Regions from separate parts of the Mus musculus genome. Here all the other regions are linked to region 3. The links are chromatin contacts, called in public HiChIP or PLAC-seq maps. All regions are on one chromosome and are shown on one strand. The core of a region is the stretch at or near the end of the contact, and the rest is flanking DNA. Distances in the headings are between cores, read along the strand shown. Region 1 overlaps Iqschfp (Iqcj and Schip1 fusion protein). Region 2 overlaps Iqschfp (Iqcj and Schip1 fusion protein). Region 3 holds the start of Mfsd1 (major facilitator superfamily domain containing 1). Region 4 overlaps Iqschfp (Iqcj and Schip1 fusion protein).

The links. HiChIP or PLAC-seq counts read pairs in DNA pulled down with a chosen protein or histone mark.
Region 1: a contact with region 3 is called in an H3K4me3 HiChIP or PLAC-seq map of stem cell-derived neural progenitor cells, with 6 times the contacts expected there. The contact joins the enhancer-like site here to the promoter of Mfsd1 in region 3. A contact is called at or near these places in 4 of 39 promoter capture datasets (the 3T3-L1 cell line, cranial neural crest, hippocampal neurons and 1 more), 5 of 115 datasets of contacts at active chromatin or transcription factors (embryonic forebrain, embryonic stem cells and stem cell-derived neural progenitor cells) and 2 of 9 other capture datasets (embryonic stem cells and pancreatic islet).
Region 2: a contact with region 3 is called in an H3K27ac HiChIP or PLAC-seq map of embryonic stem cells, with 6 read pairs. The contact joins the enhancer-like site here to the promoter of Mfsd1 in region 3. A contact is called at or near these places in 5 of 39 promoter capture datasets (cranial neural crest, hippocampal neurons, liver and 1 more), 1 of 15 datasets of contacts at CTCF or cohesin (pro-B cells), 1 of 484 Hi-C or Micro-C datasets (cardiomyocytes) and 6 of 115 datasets of contacts at active chromatin or transcription factors (astrocytes, embryonic forebrain, embryonic hindbrain and 3 more).
Region 4: an H3K27ac HiChIP or PLAC-seq map of embryonic stem cells shows a contact between it and region 3, with 5 times the contacts expected there. The contact joins the enhancer-like site here to the promoter of Mfsd1 in region 3. A contact is called at or near these places in 2 of 39 promoter capture datasets (hippocampal neurons and liver), 15 of 115 datasets of contacts at active chromatin or transcription factors (astrocytes, cardiomyocytes, embryonic forebrain and 7 more) and 1 of 9 other capture datasets (embryonic stem cells).

The regions. Positions count from the first base shown.
Region 1 is chr3:68,580,438-68,583,164 of GRCm38.p6, reverse strand. The region is part of intron 5 of Iqschfp (Iqcj and Schip1 fusion protein); the gene reads right to left. All of the region lies in intron 2 of Schip1 (schwannomin interacting protein 1), which reads right to left. Among named protein-coding and RNA genes, the nearest start is that of Gm22073, 34 kb to the right of the region's middle. Within about 2 kb of position 1,419, at least 37 of the 459 cell types and tissues checked have an H3K27ac peak or open chromatin away from gene starts, as enhancers often do. A contact at or near this core is called in embryonic stem cells and stem cell-derived neural progenitor cells, where this site is marked.
Region 2 is chr3:68,542,021-68,544,720 of GRCm38.p6, reverse strand. The region is part of intron 5 of Iqschfp (Iqcj and Schip1 fusion protein); the gene reads right to left. The region is part of intron 2 of Schip1 (schwannomin interacting protein 1); the gene reads right to left. Among named protein-coding and RNA genes, the nearest start is that of Gm22073, 4.3 kb to the left of the region's middle. Within about 2 kb of position 1,345, at least 114 of the 459 cell types and tissues checked have an H3K27ac peak or open chromatin away from gene starts, as enhancers often do. A contact at or near this core is called in embryonic stem cells, hippocampal neurons, stem cell-derived epiblast-like cells and 1 more, where this site is marked.
Region 3 is chr3:67,581,370-67,584,069 of GRCm38.p6, reverse strand. It overlaps Mfsd1 (major facilitator superfamily domain containing 1), which reads right to left and starts at 1,302. Exons shown (of 16, transcript NM_025813.3): 1 at 1,093-1,302. The coding sequence starts at 1,252.
Region 4 is chr3:68,487,176-68,489,875 of GRCm38.p6, reverse strand. All of the region lies in intron 4 of Iqschfp (Iqcj and Schip1 fusion protein), which reads right to left. All of the region lies in intron 1 of Schip1 (schwannomin interacting protein 1), which reads right to left. Among named protein-coding and RNA genes, the nearest start is that of Gm22073, 59 kb to the left of the region's middle. Within about 2 kb of position 1,390, at least 25 of the 459 cell types and tissues checked have an H3K27ac peak or open chromatin away from gene starts, as enhancers often do. A contact at or near this core is called in embryonic stem cells, where this site is marked.

The DNA of each region.
Region 1 (2,727 bases), core at 170-2,669, 1.0 Mb before region 3:
CAGTTCTGAAGGGAAATGCCGTTCAATAGAACCTTGTTCCGGCATCTCAACCTCTGCTCACAGGCTCACCTTTAGCTGTTTACCTCCATAAATGTTTTTTAAATTCAATTTGTGTTGGACTTGTGATATAAACACGGCTCAGTGGGCTTTATGGTACCCCTCTTTCTATCAGGCAAATATTTTCTTCTCAGAGCCCAGATCCAAATCTAAATACTTTTATTCCACCTCCCAGCCCCCCCAGCCAGTCCTCTCCACTCCCAAGGGGATGAATAGCCCTTTTGTGAGGTATCACAGTGACAAGTTTCATCTTGTGGGATACATTTGCAAGGCCCTGTCTTACTCTGGTCCAGACCCCTGGACTTTCATTCCAGATGGCAGTGTCCTGGAGCGTTTGTCTGGATTCGTGTGGCAATGGTGGTCACTGAGTGCTGGCTAGGGCTGTGACCACAATGCAAAGCAGTCACAAAGGTCAAGAGGCTATGGGGTTGAAACTATGTTCCTACCTTGAAGGGTCCTGTGTATCCTAATGGATCTTACACGATGTGTAACAAAGTAACAACAGGTGTGCTTTACTGAGGCTAGGCACCTCACACGTGTTTCCTCTATCTTTCAATAACCCTATGGAGTAGTATGTATTATTGCCAGCTGCATTTTATAGCCAGGGGCGGAGGAGGGCACCTAGGGATGTTAAATAAGTGCCTAGCTACCTAAATTGCCATAGTCAGGCAGGAATTTGAATCTAGGTCCTCTGCCTTGGTGGCCCACAATGTAAATGGGTGTGCTAGAGCCCCCTACTGGCTGACCCCAGGAGCAATAAACAGCCACGATAAAGGGATATAGGTGGATTTGTTTTGTTTTTTAATTAGGATGTGTTGAAGAGAAACTCAGCCGCACTCCCAGTCATATGCTGAGTTGTTTTCTAAATCATACATCTGGAACATCCAGCATGCACTGCGGCAACCCTCCGGCTGCGGGCGCCTTAGGAAAATGGAAGGGAATTAGCTACCCTCACGACCTGGCACGCGGTCTGGTGAATTTTCTCCTCTGCTTGACCATGGCACTCTCAGGAGTCTCAGTAGCTTCTGACAGCTATTACTGTTTTAGGCCTTTTTTTTTTTTTTTTTTTTTTTTTTTTTTTGGCTAGGGGAACAGGGATTTGTGCTTAATTACTTTATTTGCCCCACTGCGCCTGCCACGATGTTGCTTTGCCTATGGTGAGCGAGCGGTCACTGAGGAGCTGCTGCAGTGAACAGCGAGGAGTAGAACCGCTTCCTCCAAACGCTCTGTCTACCTGTCTACCGTGAGAAGCAGCAAGAGCTAACATTACTGTTTTTCAACCCACACTGTTTGTGGGGCTCCGGTGAGGCTGACTGGCTGCAGGAGGAACGCCACCTTTCGGTAGGAAGGCTACCTCTCTGGAGGGCAGTTCCACCGAGGTGTTAGGATAGCTCCTTCAGAAGAATTATACACAGCCTACAGGGTGGAGCCTAGAGAACTGGCTTCTCCAGGGGAGAGGCAAAGTTACTGCATCTGGGCTCACTTCTCCCTCCTTGTCTGTTCTGCATCACGGACAATTTTTGTCACTCATTGGAGCCCCTATTTTAAGTCACTAATCAATTTACAGCTGATAACAAGCAGGTCTAAAGCTATAAAAATTTAGAAATTAGAAGACACCAAGACACATAAAATTCTGATAATACCTCTTTACCTTCATTATATCAGTACAGAATTGAAACGAGAAAAATTATATTTTAATTACATGAACAAATTATACAAACAATAGTACACGTGTATTATTGTATATATATAGTATATATTCATTTATATAATATATACAATAAATATTGTATACATAACACAAATGTGTAACTACATGCATCAATAATGTCATCTTTTAGAAATAGAACACTGAGCCAGGCAGTGGTGGCCCACACCTTTGATCCCAGCACTTGGGAGGCAGAGGCAGGTGGATTTCTGAGTTTGAGGTCAGTCTGGTCTACAGAGTGTGTTCTAGGACAGCCAGGGCTACACAGAGAAACCCTGTCTTGAAAAACAAAAACAAAAACCAAACAAAACCAAACCAAACAAAAAAACCCCCACTGAATCCAACATGGGTATTTCACTACTGTACAAAAATGATGAGGATTGGCAGTAAGGAAACTCAGAAGGAACTTCCTTCCCTCTCATCCTAAGTAAGCACTGTGTTCAGAGCCTCCTACAGCAGGGCCTGAGAGCCTGCGGGTGTCTGCCGAGGCAGAGCAGTAGTGACTCCCACCGTGAGCTCTCAGCACACAGGCTCACTGCTCAAATCCTCTCCAGGTGATCTGGTAGGTGGGGTCCTATCACGTGTGACACAGTGATCTTTCACGCTCTCTAGAGTTCCGCTACTCTTGGAGCAGAGCATCAATAAAGTCTAGGGGCCTATAGCAACAGTCTCAGGTCCAACTGCAGGCCCACCAAGTCAGAAGCTGTACTTCTGAAGATCCCTGCAACCTCCAACTGTATCTGATGTCTCTGAAGCACTTCTGGGAGAGCTTAGGGAGACAGATCATTATCAGCCATCTTTTTTATGTTTCAGACAGCAGTTCCAGACAGGGTGGCAAGACTCTGATTTTTTTTGTTGCTTGAGAACAACAGTGTAGTAAATTTCACTTCCAAGAGGTCCTAATGAACACAAGACTGGATAAAACAAATCTAGCCACTGCCCTGGCAGACAAGAGCTGAATA
Region 2 (2,700 bases), core at 96-2,595, 960 kb before region 3:
ACCCCTGCTTTGTGCAGAATTCCTCCTAGCTGGAGAGCTGCCTCATTTCACACGTGCCTTAGAAATTGGCTACAAGCAAAACAAATCAAAGACAGATTCTCTATTTTTTTTCCCCCTTGGGTGTCATCTTCTTGTCTCTGTCTTCCCCCTGCCCCCTACAACTCAAATCCGGGAAAGCAGGGGAAGTCTTGTGCCTCCAAGCACACAGGCCAGAGGAAGGCTGGAGGTAACACATCTTCACCAGCGGCTCAGGTCTGGCTCCCAGTGGCAGCACAAGCTGATACAGTGTAATAAAAACCCACACAGTGAGCCCACAGCACCAGTGTGGGCACACTGTAGCTAGCCCACAGCACCAAACAGCCACTCAGGTGTATCTTCTGGGATACTGGAATACTTTGTATACCATACAGTTTACAAACACAATTGACTGCTCACTTTATCACAGTGTCTTATTTATGTGTTTGCCTGCCTATCTATCAATCTACCTTTATTTATTTAATTACTTATTTTATTTTAAACCGTTTCCCTACAGTCAGGCTGGTGGGGAACTTGCTATATGCAGCCCAGCCGGGCTTCCTACTTGAGCTCCTCCTGCATCTGCCTCTTCAATGCTGGAATAATAGTGGTGGTCTTCATCTACCCAGGCACTATCCACTAAGAGTGTAGGTCTTCATCACATACCTACGCCCTACCTCCAAAAGGATATCCTGCGTCCTGGGAAGAGACCCACTTGGACATGATTAACAGAGATGACCAGATCTGGACCAGGTTTGCATAAAGTTCTTAGAGTAATGGTCAGGAAAGCCCCAGCATGTTTGCTTAGCCTTTTGTTTTTGAGATGGGGAAATCTCACTTTATACCCCAGGCTGGCCCTAAAACTCACCAGTAGTTCAGGCTGGCCTCAAAGTCACAGAAACCCCGCCTTAACCTGTTATGTGTTAGATTCACAGGTAGGAAGCCACCACATGGGAGTCTGTGTGCTGTGTTATTTTTTAAAAAAAATTAATTCATTTATTATATGTAAGTACGCTGTAGCTGTATTCAGACACTCAAGAAGAGGGTGTCAGATCTCCTTACGGATGGTTGTGAGCCATCATGTGGTTGCTGGGATTTGAACTCAGGACCTTCGGAAGAGCAGTCGGTGGTCTTACCTGCTGAACCATCTCACCATCCCCCCGGGTGCTGTGTCTTAAAGTGGATCAGAAGGCTTCTCATTAAACTCATGGTTTATTTGGCTCACAACCACCCTCTTCTGTGAATAGCATAGCTCTGGGGCTGCTTCTGTGAGGGAGGAGGTGGGAAGTGAGTCTTTAGATTTTACAGTCAATGCTTTATTGAAGACACTAGGGGTCAGCAGATTCCCAAAAGTTGTGAGTGAAACCAGGAGCCCTGGCACCTAGGGCGGGGCCCGGTGCTCAGGGCGTTGCTGGAGAGATGCCCACAGCAGCCCGAGTCTAATTACTATTGTAGCCCCTTCCATATACAGGCCCTCCTCTTAGCAGTAACTTTAACTTTCATTTGGGTGCCTGACGTCCTCCTGCAAAGCCTGGGTGCTCTGAGACGATGATCTGATGCTGGAGTTTGTGCTGCAGCCCAAGCTAATTTACATAATACCTCCCACAGCATAGCCCAGGCTGCCAGTTCAAAGAAATATGACCTTATTTGGGCAGTGAGAGCCAAGAGATAAAATGGGATGGAGGTGGGAATGAGGGTAGGGGCGGGGACTGAAGAGGTGGCTCAGCAGGCAACTAAAAACCAGCACTGGTCTTGTAAGGAGGACTATTCAGTTCTCAGTACTCACAAGCACCCATAAAGATTGGGGGAGGGGAAATCTAACAGCTTCTGGACCCCGCAGGACAGGCACCTGCATTCACACATTTGTATACACACATACAAACTTAAATAATTGAAATAAACTAGAAGATTGAATGGGGAGAGGCAAGGAAATTTGCTAAGGACAACTGATTCTTCTGACAGAGTTCCTGGAAGTCCCCCTACCCATCTTTTCTTCCAATTAGATAAGAAACTTACTCTGGAGTCATATGATCCATACTCTGGCAACAACCAGGTGTGGCAATGTGGGATAGCTATAAAATGAAGCTGACTGCAAGAAACACAGCAGGGGCTTTAATAAAAATGATACAGTTCTGAGAAAAATTCTATTAAGTAAAAGAAGAAAACACATTCTAAATCATGTGTGTGTGCAGGTATGAGTGTGTGCAGGGGTGTGTGTGTGTGTGTGTGTGTGTGTGTGTGTGTGTGCATCCCATGCTGGAAATAGAACCCAGAGCTTTGTGGAACGGCTTTCTTCCCTTGAGCTTCAGCCATATACCCAGAAGCGTTTTCTAAAGAACGTCCTAGCTGTTTAAAAGCCAAATCTCTTCTCTGTGAAGCCAGGTTGAATATGGATTTTTTTCATATTTGCATTTAGTGGCAACTTACATAACACACTGAGGGGACAAAGCGTTTCAAGTGGGAAAGCAACTGAGTTGTATGTTCAAAAGCTGCAAGTTTCATGCCAGACCAACCTGTACTGGGGGGACACCAAAACTCTGCAGGATGACTTAAAGGCCATGGACCCAGCTCCTGACTGGGGAGGAGGACGTTATATATACTCAAGGCTTCTCTCCTTTACAGTTGCTGTGCAGAACGTATCATTGCTGGTTCATCTTCCTTCCCATGTGCTCGTCAGTAGACGTG
Region 3 (2,700 bases), core at 53-2,552:
GCAATGTCTCCTGGGAGCGGGGAAAGCTGACAGGCTTGAAGAAGCCCCAAGGTAACACTGCCTGTTTCCCCGCTGACTCTGTAAATACACAAAGCTAGCGGTCCAAAGGTGGAGAAGGCAGCTAGCGACAGGGCGGCTCTAGTTTCTCAAACCCAAACTTTCAGCCCAATCTACCTACCAAAAATAAACTGTCAACTTGAGTAGGGACAATTTCTTCAAGTGTTTTGTCTATGCTTACTGGTTATTGATTCTAAACCTAGAAACTTCTCCTTCAGGATTTAACTGCTTATAAGAAATTCAATACCATGGTTGGTTGGTTGGTTGGTTGAGACAAGATCTCACTTTGTAGCCCTGGCTGGCCTCTCTAGCGCACAGACATGTCCCTGTCTTCCAGTACTGAGATTAAAGGGCGCCACCACTATCAGCTCAATACGTTTTAAAGCAAATGAGTACCATCTTCTCAAAAATAAAGAAACCGAAGCCCAAAGTATCTTTTATAAACCAGGTGCATGTATTTCTGAATCTGATCCCCCTGAAACACTCTTTCAAGCCAAGCCAGTTGTTACGAATCCGAACAGTTTCAATGTAAACTAAAAACTGTAACACGGGAGGGAAGGGTGTCTTTAAAAGTAGCTAATGAAAGTGTTTTGCGCCAGATCAGATTTCATAAGTGAAACCAACTTAACAAGTGTGGTCCTGCAAGGCTGTCTCACAGAGGAAAGGTAAGAAAAGACTCCTACTAAGGTGTACTTAGCAGTGAACACTATCCAAAGCGGATCCGAGCTCTAAAAGAATACAAAGGAAAGCACTGGGGAATGGGAGGGGTCGCCTGGGGAGGGAGGAAGAGGGACTTAGTCACGCTCTGAAATTCCCCCAGCAACGTTCTGAAACTCTCGGGAGCACAGCTCTCCGGGAGAAAGATCTGAGTTTCCTTCTCATCTGCGTCCCCAGGGAGGAGCTGCTGAACACCGGGGCTTGGAGGAACAAACGTCACCTCGCTCCAGACACTTGGAAAAAGCGGGCTCCCGAGCCCAGGCAGCAGCGCGAACCCTGGAATCCCTCTATCATCTGCCCCAGCCGAGCCCCGCTCACCGAAGCCAAGGAAGCACATGAGCGACAGCACCACGAGCCGGTGCGCCAGGCGGCTGGGGTCGCAGAGCGCGGACAGAGCGCGAGGGGCGCCATGGACTGCGCTGTCCGCCTCGCGGCGGCCCCCAAGCAGCGCCCGATCTTCCCCATCCTCGTCCTCCATCAGCTTGCAGCCTGGAACGGAGCAGGAAGCAAAGGCAGGGCGGCAGCGGCAGCGGCAGCACTCACGTGATCACGTGTGTTCACGTGACTTGCTCGGGCCACGCCTCTCCGTGCTCACGTGAACGGTTGCTCACGTGGTGGCCGGGCTCCCGTGCTGCCTTTCTGTTCTGCCGATGGGGTATAGATCCGGTCGGGAGTGGGAGTGAGCGACCGGGTTCTCATTAACATCTGATTTAAAACCAGTAGGAAGTGGTGGTGCAGAAGTCGTGGTGGAAGGCTTGACCTGAACCCAGCTCAGTCCTCCCTCCCTCACTTCGCCAACTCTTCATGAAGAGTTGTTAAGTTGACCTGACGGAACAGCATATGATGTACCTGACACTTATGTACTAGAAAAGAGGACAAATTCTCTCACCTCTGAATATGGGTGAGAGAATTTCCTTAGGTGGACAGAAACTAATCATGTGGGTGGATGGATGGTGACTGCAGCTGAAAGAGTTATTGAATTCCTCTGGGTTTTATACGTTTATAATTACACGTTTATACTGATCTTGGAGTAAGAGGAAAGTCGAGTAAAGTAGAAACACGAACATCCTAAATGAGGAGCCATTCAGAGATGTCCAGCAGAGTATAGAGACCACTAGGTTTGTTTTGAGAAGTTTGATTTGGCAGCGCAGCCTTCTACCCCACATTTCTAGGTTTGCCGAGTCTTTGCAGTAGAATTTTGAGTGTAGCAAGGCTAGGTGCTAAATAGCTGTAAAGCGTGCCGCAGAAGTGAAAGTGAGAGGCTCAAAGCTGGAGCTATCGCACCAAGGAGAGATCCAGTGACTAAATGAGGACTTGCTTAAACAATAGCACCTGGGATTTGAAAAAGGAGGAGGACTTTTGAGTGTTTTCTAGACTCCTAGCTTGGGCCCTCCAAAGAGATCCAAATATGGGGGATGGGGAAGCAGAGGGACTGTGTCAGAGAGATACCGTTTGGAATGTTTATGCATAGCCTGCTGTCTACCTTGCATTCCCCTGACTAACACTGTGCAGTTGCCAGCACAGTGGTCATACCCCACCTTGGGCTTAATCTTTCACTCAGCATCAGCTGTACTACAATGAAGGGCCTAGACCATCAGTTTACATTCCTTGGCTTTGTCCACAGTATAGATTACTGTCTTGTGCTGGCTAGTTTTATGTCAACTTGACACAAGCTGAAGTCATCTGAGAGGAGGGAGCCTCAGTTGAGAAAATGCCTCCATGGAATGAACCTGTAGGCAAGGCTGTAGGACATTTTCTTAATTAATGACTGTTGGGGAGGGCCCAGCTACCCTTGGGTTGATAGTCTGAGGTTCTATGAGAAAGCAGGCTGAACAAGTCATGAGGAGCAAGCCAGTAAGCAGCACTGTTCCATGGCCTCTACATCAGCTCCTGCCTCCAGCAGAAGGTTCTGTTTGAGTTCCTGTC
Region 4 (2,700 bases), core at 141-2,640, 910 kb before region 3:
GTAATTTGCCCAATGTCACAAACTGGTAAAGTAGGCAGCTGGGCCAGGACTTGACGCTGGGTAGTTTGGGTTTAGAATTTTTATTCTTACTCTTTCATCTACAAGGTTAGTAGATCTTGGTCCCACGTGGGGGAAAATGTCAGAAAGAGTCTCCTTGCAGCATCCTCAGTCTAGCTCTGTCTCCTACTTGGAATCACCGTGTGGGCAGTATGTATGTCTGTGTGTGTGAGGCAGCTAGCTAGCACAGTCCCTGGCCTGTTAAGTTCAGCAGTATTCAACAAATTAGGATCTTAAGTTGTAAAAAAAAAAAAAAAAAAAAAAAAAAAAAAAAGAGTATAGGGGCCAGAGAGATGTGTTCTATTTGCAGCATCCACATGGCTGCTCACAATATTTTTAACTCCACTCACTCATTTCTGGCCTTCAAGAGCATGGTACACCTGCATACATATGTGCAGGCAAAACACACACAAATAAACAAATTTTTAAAAATGTTGACAGGTGGGGCTGGAGAGATGGCTCAGTGGTTAAGAGCATTGGGTGCTCTTCCAGAGGTCCTGAGTTCAATTCCTAGCACCCACATAGTAGCTTGGGATCATTTATAATTCAGTCTAATGCTCTCTTCTGTCATGAAGGTGCATATGCAAATAGAGTACTCCTACACATAATGAAGAAATCTTAAATAAAAACAAAAAGCTGACTGGTAGTGGTGGTGCACACCCTAGATTCCAGCACTCTAGGCAGACGGGTGGATCTCTGAGTTGGAGGCCAGCCTGGTCTATGGAGCAAGTTCGAGGACAGCAAGAGCTATATAGAAAAACCCCATCTTGAAAAATCAAACAAGTTTTAAAGGAAAAGTATAGACACTTCAGGAAAGAAAATATCATGTTGCTGCCTGCTAATGTGTTAAGTTCCTCCCCTGTCTCCCCTCTCAAAACATTCCTTTAAGATCAGCTTGGGTTTTTATTTGTCACAGGTAGGAAACTGGATCCACAATAAAACAGTGTGGCTGAGATGGCCACACCCCTCAGGGAAAAGTAGCTAGTGCTGTTTCCAGGATTTTAATTTGTTAAGGCAGTATCTGAGAAAGGACCTGTTTGATATACATGTGTTGGAATGGGTATGAGAAGGGTGGAAAAAAAAGGATTATTTGCAGAAATTTCTCTAAGCTAGTTCAAATAATTAGCCCTGACACTGAATGTTCTTTATATTGTGGCTGCTATACTAACACGGAGGTGGCTATCGAAGGGCTTGTTTCATCTTTATTGTGTGAATTCCATGCAAGTCACACACAGGACACAGATGTTCTGCTGTTTCATCACCTGTGTGTAGCTCTGGGGATACTGAACCGCTCTGTAGGACAAAGTGTCCTAGACGTAGAACATCTGGATCTTGTTTCCAGCCCAGTCTCTAAACAACTTTATGACCACAATTTGCAGATGAAAGAGGGCGGACTGCCTGTTGAAGGCATTTGGCAAATAGTAGGGGTTGGTTTAATGTCTGGAAGAAAACAGGCTTCTTCCAGTCTAGAGACCCTATGGATTTCATCCTAGAAAAGATGGGAAATGGAATGCAAATAATGTCTCTCAGTCTTTTTATCACCTTCCTTATCAAAAGATGCCGCGTCTGCCCCACCCCGACCCCTTTGCCCCTTGTTGTGGCAGGCAGCAGGCTGGAGAGTTGGCTCTGAAGTCATGACAGCAGGAGGGCTGGTCCCTCCCCTTGCCAGCTCTAGCACCCAGGAGAGTGGGCCCTGCACCTCACCTGGGCAGCACAGAACTAGCCCTGGTGGCTAAGGCACAGGTAAGCTGGCCTTGAGAACATGGAGAGCAGGAGAGCTAACTGGCCCCTTGCTGGCTGCAAGATTCAGGAGATGCTGAAGAGTTCTCTATGGTACTGCAGGCTCAGGAGAGAGGGCAGAATGACCAACTCAGCTATGGCCCAGGCCCAGATCCAGGGCTCTGAGTTGGCTTACCCCAACATCTACTCCCATAGATGATCTGCTGGAGTACTGAAGGGGTCAGTTGTGCAGACTGCAGGATCTCCCTGACACTGAACAACAATGGGATGTCTGAGAGGAGGTCTGATGAGAATGCAGTATTGACGGTATAGCAGAAGCCAGAGGCCTCAAAACAAACCAGTGGCTCATTGCAATGAACATTTGCAAGTAAGATGTGTGGACAAAAGAGTATACTGTGTGACACACCACAGCTTCCACAACAAGAATTTTTTATTCTATTTCAGTTTCCTTTGGGGGGGGGGGTGTTGCAAGGGCAGAGGACAGATATTAAGGGGACAGGGAGATGAGTGGGATTTGGGTGTGTGATGTGAAATTCACCAAGAATCAATAAAAAGTTCAAAAGAAAAATATTCCAAGTTCAATTCCTGCATTAATGTATGTCTGCTAACAGGTGAGGTGGATTCTCTTGGGTACACGGTACCCCTACCAATAGTCAGTTTTCACTTAGTAGCTTATCTGTGTATACATTATAGAGATAGATATTCAGAATATCTAAGATTTTATCCCCCCTCCCATTGATTGTGCTATATTTTAATAGAATGTCTATTTAAAACTCATCTCTTGGGCCAGCCAGAGATAGCTCATCAGGTATAAGAATTTGCTGTGTAAGCCTGACAGCCCGTTTCTGCTCGTGTAGAGGTAGAAAGAGAGAACCAACCCCATAAAGTTGCCCTCTAACCTCC